2 separate regions of the Ovis aries genome follow, and region 1 is linked to region 2. A link is a contact called in public Hi-C data. All regions are on one chromosome and are shown on one strand. The core of a region is the stretch at or near the end of the contact, and the rest is flanking DNA. Distances in the headings are between cores, read along the strand shown.

Region 1 (4,981 bases), core at 283-2,782, 130 kb after region 2:
AAAGCAGAGACATTACTTTGCCGACTAAGGTCTGTCTAGTCAAGGCTATGGTTTTTCTTGTGGTCATGTATGGATGTGCAAGTTGGACTGTGAAGAAAGCTGAGCGCCGAAGAATTGATGCTTTTGAACTGTGGTGTTGGAGAAGACTCTTGAGAGTCCCTTGGACTGCAAGGAGATCCAACCAGTCCATTCTGAAGGAGATCAGCCCTGAGATTTCTTTGGAAGGAATGATGTAAAGCTGAAGCTCCAGTACTTTGGCCACCCATGCAAAGAGCTGACTCATTGGAAAAGACTCTGATGCTGGGAGGGACTGGGGGCAGGAGGAGAAGGGGACGACAGAGGATGAAATCACTGGATGGCATCACTGACTTGATGGAAGTGAGTCTGAGTGAACTCCGAGAGTTGGTGATGGACAGGGAGGCCTGGCATGCTGCAATTCGTGGGGTTGCAAAGAGTCGGACACGACTGAGCGACTGAACTGAAACTAAACTGATGACTAATGACGAGCCTTTTTTCACATGCTTACTAAACATTTGTATATCTTCTTTGGAGAAATGTCTATTCACATCCTTTGCCCATTTTTAAATTGAGTTATTGGTCTTTCTGTTGTTGAGTTGTAGTTCTTTATATGTTCTGGCTTTTAAACCTTTGTCAGACATATGATTTTCAAATTTGTTCCCCTATTCTGTGGGTTGTCTTTTCTTGATAATGCCCTTTGAAGCACAGAAGTTTTTAATTTTGATGAATCTAATTTATTTTTCTTTTATTTCTTGTGCTTTTGTTCCTAAGAACCTATTGCATAATCCAAGTTCATGATTTAATCCAACATTTTCTTGTAAGAGATTTTTTAGTTTTATTGCTTACCTTTAGGTCTTTGCTATATTTTGAGTTAATTTTTGCATATGGCATGAGGTAGTAGGGGACATGTAATTTTAATTCCCACTCAGCCTATACGCTTTGGTAAATTCTTGAACCTTTCTCAATTTCCTCACTTGTAAAGCAGGAATAACAAATAGTATCTAAAGTATAAGGTTATAATGAAGTGAACATTTACATAAAATCATGAGTACAGGACTTGAAGCATTCCTATGCTTAATAAACACTGTAGTTATTACAGTTACAATATGACCAATGAGAGAATGCCTTCATAGTGGAGGTGCCAGAAAGATAGGTAGCATTTCTGAGACCGGGATCCCGGGAGGTAGAAGAGGCTTGCCTTCTCTACTTGGGGGAGCAGGTCTACCCCAGGTAGTTCCCTGCCTCGTGATTTACCTCTAGTGATTGGTAAAAATTCTAATTCCGAGGCACATTCCCAGCAGGGGCCCCAGAATCTGCATTTGTGTCAACGTCTCCACAGGCATACTGAAGTCTTAAGTCTGGTGGGCAGCGGTACGGTGACAGTGGTCGCGGCTGCAGCGCCGGTTTGACCTGCGGGGGGCGGCCGAGGGGCCGCGGCGGTCACGGCGTCTGCGCACAGCCCTTCGCTCGCCGAGGCCTCTCAGCCAGATCCGCCCGGCTCAGCTGACAGCTCCGAAGACGGAAGAGGCGGTCCGCCGGTTGAGCGGGGCGTCTCCAGGAGGGGCCAGCGAGTGGAGGTGAGGGGATCCGGAGCTAGGTTGGAGGGCGGAACTTTCGAGCCCGGCGCGGTGGGGCAGCCGGAAGGTACGGTGGGAACTGCGCTACAGGCGCGCGAGGCAGAGAAGGGCGGCCGGGCCCGGACTGCTTGCTTAGCAGTCTTCAACTCCCCGGACCCGGGACCCGGCCCGGCTAAGGTCCCCGGGGTGCCCAGAGGAGGAAGGGGAAGTTCCAGGTCCTGCCCCTTCGGGACCCCTGGGCGGGCTCACACGCGCGCAGCGTCCTCCGTTTCCAAGCGCTGGGGCAGGTAGCGGGGCTCGGGCCTGCCCCCCAGCTGTAGGTGAGTCGCGCAAACAACGACTCCAGACGCCCCGCAGTGAGCCGTGGAGACACGGCAGCGGCATGCTGACCCCCCGGCCCCCCGCCCACGGGTAAAACGTTCATGGTGTGGCCTGGGAGAATGAGTAGGATTTTCCCAGGCTCGAGGGAAACCCGGCGGAGGAGGGGCTTCCCTCACTCTTATAGCGGTTTCCGGTTTGCCTAAAAGTAATATTAAACTTGAATTCTCTCGTCTTGTGACACCGGGGTTTATTCTTGTTCCTGTGTTAACAGCTGAAGAAACAAGGTGGTCTGAATCCCGTTTTATTTTTATATTAGCTCTGTGACCTTGAGCCAGCGTGGACTTAAAATGTCATTTTTCTGTGTATAGTGGAAATAGGTGTAGGACTTTCTTCATGGGGTTGTGGGAATCTAACGGGTTAGTGCATTTAAAGGGCTTACCACAATGCCTGACACGTGGTAAGAGTTCACTCTTTTTGCTGTTATTGTGACGACCAACCCAACGTGCTCCTGGTGGGATGTGGCAGTGCAGTCCCTGAATCTTGATTCTAGTCCCCCATTGCAGCAACCACATCTCACCCCAGTTCAGTTCTCACTTTTTCCAGTGTCTAACCTAAAGCACTGCTAGATTCTGAGAGCAATATACATAGAGGCAAAACACTTGATCCTTGCCCTTAAGGAACTAATTTAGTCTGGGAGGAGAGGAAGCGCAAGTTCAGAGGAAAAACTAATGCAAGGTGGGGTGTGACAATGTCATAGGAAAGTTACAATAAAAAGTTTTCTGAGTTTTTAAAGGAAGACATGCTAATTGGAAGTTTTATATGGAATAGGGGTTTTGGAGGTGAGTCTTGAAGACTGAATAGAATCAAAGAAATTCATGTCAGCAATTTTAATTAAGGGACTGGGACCCATGGCAGCTTCAGAAGCTGGGGTCTGGTGAGTTGGGTCATAAGGAGCTGCCAATGGGAAACAGCTTGGAGTAGAGTTTCTTAATCCTGGCTGCACGTTAGAATAACATGGTGCACTTGGATGACCCATGTCTGATTGAATTGCTCTGGGGTGTAGCCTGCGTATAAATTCATTTCACCTCATTTATATAGGACTTCCCTGGTGGTTCAGACAGTTAAGCGTCTGTCTACAATGTGGGAGACCCGGGTTCGATCCCTGGGTCGGGAAGATCCTCTGGAGAAGGAAATGGCAATCCACTCCAGTACTATTGCCTGGAAAATCCCATGGACAGAGGAGCCTGGTAGGCTACAGCCCATGGGATCGCAAAGAGTTGGATACGACTGAGTGATTTTACCTTACCTCATTTATAATGTTTGAACAGGAAGAAACAAAAAGCTTAATTACATTGTCACCATGTTCTACAGGTGGTAAAAAGCATTTACAGTTATGTAGGGTGATGTGAAAAGACAATATATCATACATAATACATAATAGTACTACTCGATAAATGTAAATTGATCTTAAATTTCATTGTTAACTTATTTGAGAGTCACACATCTGAAAATATGGTTTTAAAATTATTGTTTTATATATTTTGCATATTTTAAGATATTCATAGCATTCCCCAGAACCCATCTATGGACCAGTCTCCCTTTCTCCTTTATTCCCTGTTCAAGAAGCCTGGTAGAGCATTTAGAATAGGACTTAAATGTTTGTGTGTGAGCACTTTTATTATTTTGTTTTTAAATACCCTGCTGTCTTCCTTAAATTAACCTAACGTTGAGTGTCCCTCTCAGGATTAATTCGTTAGTGGACAAAAGGACAAACTGGAGGGGTAGGAAATGAAGGAATAGAAGAAGTGGAAAAGGAAAGAAAAAAGAAAAACAAGAAAACCGCAGGAAGTGGTTTGTTATGGGGGCATGTTGTGCTGTTGTCTTCTGTGACTTTGGTGTTCTCAGCTCCTCCCAGGGCTGAAGGCAGGCAGATAAGACCGGCACTCTGATTATTGGGAACATGCAAATATCCTTTGAACCACATGGCTCAGTTAGGCTGACATAGGTGATCAATATGCAGCTGTAGATTAGGATTGACTGTGTGTTAGAATGTGCTTGATTTAAGTGGTGGTTGTGGAAATTCAGAATTTAAATTTGGAGAGGATGCTAACACCATCTTTTGTATTTTTTTTCTGCAGATGGCAGGGTTTCTCTAGTATATCTAGTATGAGTTCTACATCTTGGCCTTTTATCCACCTTCAGCAGTCTCATCTCCATCATCTTAAGAATAAATGAGATTTGCATGAGTTCCAAACTTGGGGCTGAAGTACGAACTCCAGTGCTGATATCCTTTTCTTCTAGTTGTTATTAACAGGTACTAACTGACCTTAAATAGAATATATCACTGTGTCTTAGGTAGGGACACAGCTTAAGCAGAACCATTATCATCTGCTAGAAAACGTACTTTTTGAAAATGGAATCATTTTAAATGAATTTGAGTTTTGTAGTGTCACTTTTTTATAACATGAAAAACCACGTCCTAACTTTTCCTTGTGCATTCCAATTTAGAAAATATTTCAGCCAAGAGGGAGCATATTTGCAAATACAGTTACAGTCTAGTATTTTAATCGATAGAATGGTAATTTTTGGTGGTTGTTTTATTAATTTTCACAGATTCTCACACATATTTTTTTGCATGTTTGAATTATCTGACAGTGTGGTGTATCTTTCAGTTGCTGTAATTAAAAAACATTTGTACAGTTTAATTATAGCATATTTTCACGGTTGGTGTTACCTAAAATAATGATAAATCTTAAAATTGATTTGATATTATTTCAAAAATTTAATGTTTTTTTGCTGCTTCCACAGTTATCTGTCTGACATGTTATCATCCTTTTAACAGTCTCTAGAGTGGGGTGTTCTCAAGTAGGAGCAATTTTCTTCCCCCTCCCCAGTGGCAGGGGTGGTGGTGGATATTTGGTTATGTCTGGAGATGTTTGTGATCGTCACAACTCTTGAGGAAAAGGGATGCTGTTGGCATCTAGCAGGTTGAAGCCAGACATGCAAATTCACGTCCTCTAATGCACAGGACAGCCTCCCACGACAGTTGTCTGTTCCAAAACATC
Region 2 (4,702 bases), core at 1,199-3,698:
AACTATGCCTAGACCCAGACATTCCCCATCTCACCTTTCACTGCCTGTTCCATCTCCTCACACTTCATTCTTTTCCATCTCACTCAATCCCAGCTGCCGCTCCAATCTCTCATCACTACCTGCTACCTTCAACCCCATCCTTTTTCCACCTGGCACCCTCTAGCAACTCTCCCCCTATCCCCATCCTGTCCTCACCTCTATCCCCAATATCTGCCATCCTCCACCCTCTGTTTCCTCCCTTCAGTTCATTCCTTCTTCCCCTTAGCCTCATCCCCAACTCCTTCCTCATCCTCTTCTTCATCTTTTCCTCCGTCCACAACCTCAACTCCCCTCCCATCTCGTCTTCATCTCACCCCATCTCTTTCCTGATTCCCATTCTAGTCTTTCACTGCCAGCCCCGCCCCAGGACTCCTCGTTCAGGGTCTGTGGTCCTGAGTGGGGAGGAGACACTGCCTCCAGAGGCCACGGCAGAAAGGTGCACTCCAGGGGCTGAACTCCCAGTTTCCCCAGGGCTAGGACAGCCCCAGAATGTGCTGTGGGTCGAGTCCCCTCAATCAGCTGGAGTGGGAAGGGCCCTGGCTGGGCAGCAAGCCATGTCTTCACTCCCCACCCCCACCCTTCCCTCTCTCCTCTGGGCGGGCCTCCATGCTGGGACCTCGGCCCACAGCCCGGCTCCTCACGCGGCTCTCGTTTTATTAACCTGCCTGTCGCTGCTCTCGCCACTGAATAGGGCCTATGTGGGGGGGGGGGGGGGGACACTGGCAAGGGGGGCCTTAGGCTTTGCTGGGGATCACCATGGAAACAGCAGCCTCGGCCAATCAGAGGGCCAGCAGCACCAAGTGCAGCAGGCAGCTCGGTCTCGGAAGCCTCGTGCAGCCTGCAGGCTGACTCCTGCCTGACAGGCCCTCGCAGCCCCAGCAGAGGGAGAGAAGGAAAAAAGGGGGGCACAACCCTGGGGGAAGAGGCATAGGCTGGAGTGGTGGGAGTATGAGGCCAGAGGATGCTGAGGGCCCGATTAGAAGAGGAGAGATGGGGGAGGGGATTGGAGCCTCCTGGGTAGGGGTTCGGAGGAGGAACCTCAGAGGCCTGGGGCAGAGGCTGAGTTTCTCCCCAACTGCAGTCTTGGTCTCAGCCCAGTTTCTCAGCCTCCGCGGAACTGACATTTGGGACCAGCTATGTCTTTATTGTGGGGGACGCAGTTCTGAGCATTCTAGGATATTGAGCTGCATCCTTGGCTTCTACCCACTAGAAGTGAGTAGCTTCCCCTCACCATCCAATCCTAACAACCGAAAATGCCTCCAGATGCTGCCCCATGTCTGTTGGTTGTGGGGGGGGTGGGGGGGCGGGGTGTACATAATCACCCTCGGTTGAGAATCACTGGCCTGAGCCCTCACAGGGTAGTGGTTATCATTTGTGCAACTTGCTCCCTCTAAGCTTACTTCCCAGAGGGAAAGCAGGAAGGAGGAGGAAGAGGAAAATAGTGGGGATGAGAGAAAGGAAGAGGAGGAAGGAGCCTGGGCCAGGATTCCTGGTGGGTGGAGAGCCTTGGGGAAATAGGGATGTAGGAGAGAGTGCCGCCTCCCCTCAGGCTGCCAATTTACATTACAGGGATTAAAAAATAAAGTGAGAGGTCTAAATGCCTTTCCTTGTTGAAGTTCCTTCTGCTGGGTGCACCCTCTCTGTCCTTCACCAGCCAGGAATCTTAGCCTTCCTTCAGGCTCGTAATTGGTACCACATCCAGGAAGCCCTCCCTGATTCTCTCAGCAGATTAATTTTTCTTTTCTCTAACACTCCTTGCCGCGTTGCTTCTTTCTCCACGTTACCGTTCACATGGTTCATCCTAGTAACAGTAGTCACTTTTGTGGACAGTTTCCTGTGTGCCAAAGGCTGCACTAAAGGATGAAAGGAAGCTGTGCACATGTTCTCGCCACAGCTCCATGGGCTGGCTACTATTTATATCACCATTTTACAGATGAGGAAACCGAGGCTTAAGTAAAATAACTTGCCTAAGGTCACCCAATTAGTAGAAGCACAGTGAGGACTCAAACCCAAGTGTTCACGACTCCAGGGCCGACAGTACCTGCCGCTGGAGGCTGTGCAAGCATCCATCTCCCCTGTTACATCTGGGCTCGCTTGTGATGCCCAGCACAGGGTTGGTGAGTGGTGGGTGCTTAAGAGCTGTTTGGATTGGTTGGTGGTCTCTGGAAAGGTCTGAGTAGACAGCTGGGCATCAAGCCCGAGGAGGCTGGGATGGAACTGGCTGTGGCAGGGTGCTGGGTGCCTCCTGAAGGCCCTCAGGTCTTGCTGTGGCCTGCATTCACTGGGTCAACCCCATGCAGGGCAAGTGGCCTGGGGCCACATCCCAGCCACACTGCTTCACTGGGCTGCCTGAGGTCTCAGAACTGACCTGTCCTGCAATTCTTAGGGATGCTGCACCATGGCCCCCCCTAGTGGCCAGAGGGTCACGATAGCAGGTGGTGGGAGTGAGTGTGCAGTCCGAGTGCTCACACACAGTCCAGGCTTCTCTCTGAACCCCATTCCCAGGCTCCAAGGCCACCCTTGGGGAGTTGGAGACAGAGGCCTCAGATGACCATATGCTGGTGGAACCTGGCCCCTGACTCCAGCATGGAGGACAAAGCAAAGCCCCATTCCCCACAGAGAAAGAGCCCCTCTCCCTCCTGCCTCATTTGAAGCGAAGAGGGTAGTGTTGGCAGAGGACTTCCATCTCAGCCTCTCCCACAGTGTAGATTCCACCCCCGTGCCTGCCTTACATTCAGCAAGAGAGGGTTTGAGGCAGAGAGGTGTCTGCCAGGAAGCATCTCGTGGTGCTGCTTCCCTCCCAGGTTAGGGTTTTGATCTGGAATCCAGGAGCTGGAGTCCCAGGGGGCTCACATCAGAACTGCTCCCCTACCTGAGACATGCATCCGCCATCCTCCTCCCCCAGGAACCTGCAACACTGGCACCTCAGCTTTGAAGGCAGGGCTTCTGACAGGCTGCTGTTGCCATGGCAACCCCATCTCAGGCTGCCCTACCCAGTGCTTCTCTCCACCCACCTCCCTCCACCCTGAACCCACATCACCTTCATTCATAGAATGAGAATGGCTTAACATCAGCAGAGTGGACACCCCTCTGTCTCGCCCACTCCTCTCTCTCTTTCCTCTCATTCAACCGAGATCCATAAGCCAGGGAGAGAAATGACTGAATGAGTGGGAGTTGGGGTGGGAGTGAGGCTGGACTAGTGGGGGTGGAAGGGTAGGATAGGAATGGGAAGGAGCCATGGCTCAGCCCCCACCCCCAGCCTGTGGGCCCCCGAGGCTTGGGCCTTGGCTCTTCCTATTCCCAGCTCTGTCTCAGTTCAAGGACCTATGTCTATCTCGGCTCCGGCTCTGTGACGATCTAGGGCCCAGACAGGCTGTGTGATGGCCCCAGAGCAACACAGGGCCAGGTCTCAGCCTCCAGGCTCAGGTTTTCTCTCCAGGACCAACTAAACTGTAGCTCAGAGGCCAGATGCAATGGCTCAGCCCTGGAACTCAGCCCAGGAGCACCAAGGCTGCTCCTGACCTGGCACCTCTTCCTGTGTAAGACATTGCCTAGCAGGATTGTAGAGGGGTGGAGGGATTCCAGTTTACAGCGGGATTAGAGGAAGGGCTAGAGGGGAGCCTCAGACCCCAGCCCTGGTTAAACAATGTGACTCTTTGGTTTCTGAGTGTTGGCAGGTGCTACTGGAAAGTCAGGCCAGGCCAGCTCAGAGCAGGCATCAGTCCCATCCCTGTAGGAGGCCTTGAGCATGGTCAGCAACTCAGCCTCAGAATCAGCCAGCCTGGGTTTGAATTATAATGCCCTCATTTATTCACTGTGTGATACTTACCTTTTCTGAGCCTAGATTTCCTTATCTAAAAAAGAGATGGTAGTTATATACAGGCACAGTCATCCCTCAGTATCCATGGAAGATTGGTTCCAGGAGCCCCTGCAGATACCAAAATCTGAGGATGCTCAAGTCCCTTATATAAAATGGCATGGTACAGTGAATACAGCCAGCTCTCCATATCCTCGGAAGTAAAACCCATGGTAGGGAAGGTTGTCTGCACAAGGCTAACATTTATGAACTCTACATCCCTTTCGGACACCATACTTTAGGTGCCTTATCTCATTTAATTCTCATAAAAGCCCAGTGACATAGATATCATTATTGTTATGTGTCTTTTACAGAGGAGAAACGGAGGCTCAGGGAGGTTAAAGTGAATCACCTGTCAGGAGGGCAGGGCTTTATATCCAGGCAGCATGAGATAATGTATGCAATAAATAGGGAGTCTTATTAGTAAGAGTCTGTGACTGAAAGTGGGGCTGTGCCTCTCGCTTCCATTACTCTGAGGATGCACAACCTTCTCCAGCAACCAAGATGGCATACTGCTAGAAGAGGCTTGAGGGTAGGGGGTCACAGAGGAGCCTAAGCTTGGTGAGGTTGGGGATGAGATGGATATAGGAAGGGAGACTAGCTCTGGTCCAAGGAATGTCTGAACTGGCAGAACTGTGAGACCATCTCTAGGCCAACCCCTCAACCGAGAGGACAGCAAGCTTCTGAAATCTCAAGGAGGAAGCGACTTGTCCAAGGTCACCTGGTAAATGGACAGCTCTACCTCCCTCCTCAGGGCTTCCCTGCTGGCTCAGTGGTAAAGAATCTGCCTGCCAGTGCAGGAGATGC

Evidence for each region. Hi-C and Micro-C count contacts between places; a contact is called where the count stands out from the background.
Region 1: a Hi-C map of hypothalamus shows a contact between it and region 2, with 2.5 times the contacts expected there. The contact joins the promoter of RNF14 here to the enhancer-like site in region 2. A contact is called at or near these places in 2 of 16 Hi-C or Micro-C datasets (hypothalamus and muscle).

The regions. Positions count from the first base shown.
Region 1 is chr5:50,688,053-50,693,033 of ARS-UI_Ramb_v3.0, forward strand. It overlaps RNF14 (ring finger protein 14), which reads left to right and starts at 1,533. Exons shown (of 10, transcript XM_060415873.1): 1 at 1,533-1,595; 2 at 4,055-4,230.
Region 2 is chr5:50,556,708-50,561,409 of ARS-UI_Ramb_v3.0, forward strand. No RefSeq gene overlaps it. Among named protein-coding and RNA genes, the nearest start is that of PCDH1, 59 kb to the right of the region's middle. Within about 2 kb of position 2,449, at least 7 of the 54 cell types and tissues checked have an H3K27ac peak or open chromatin away from gene starts, as enhancers often do. A contact at or near this core is called in hypothalamus, where this site is marked.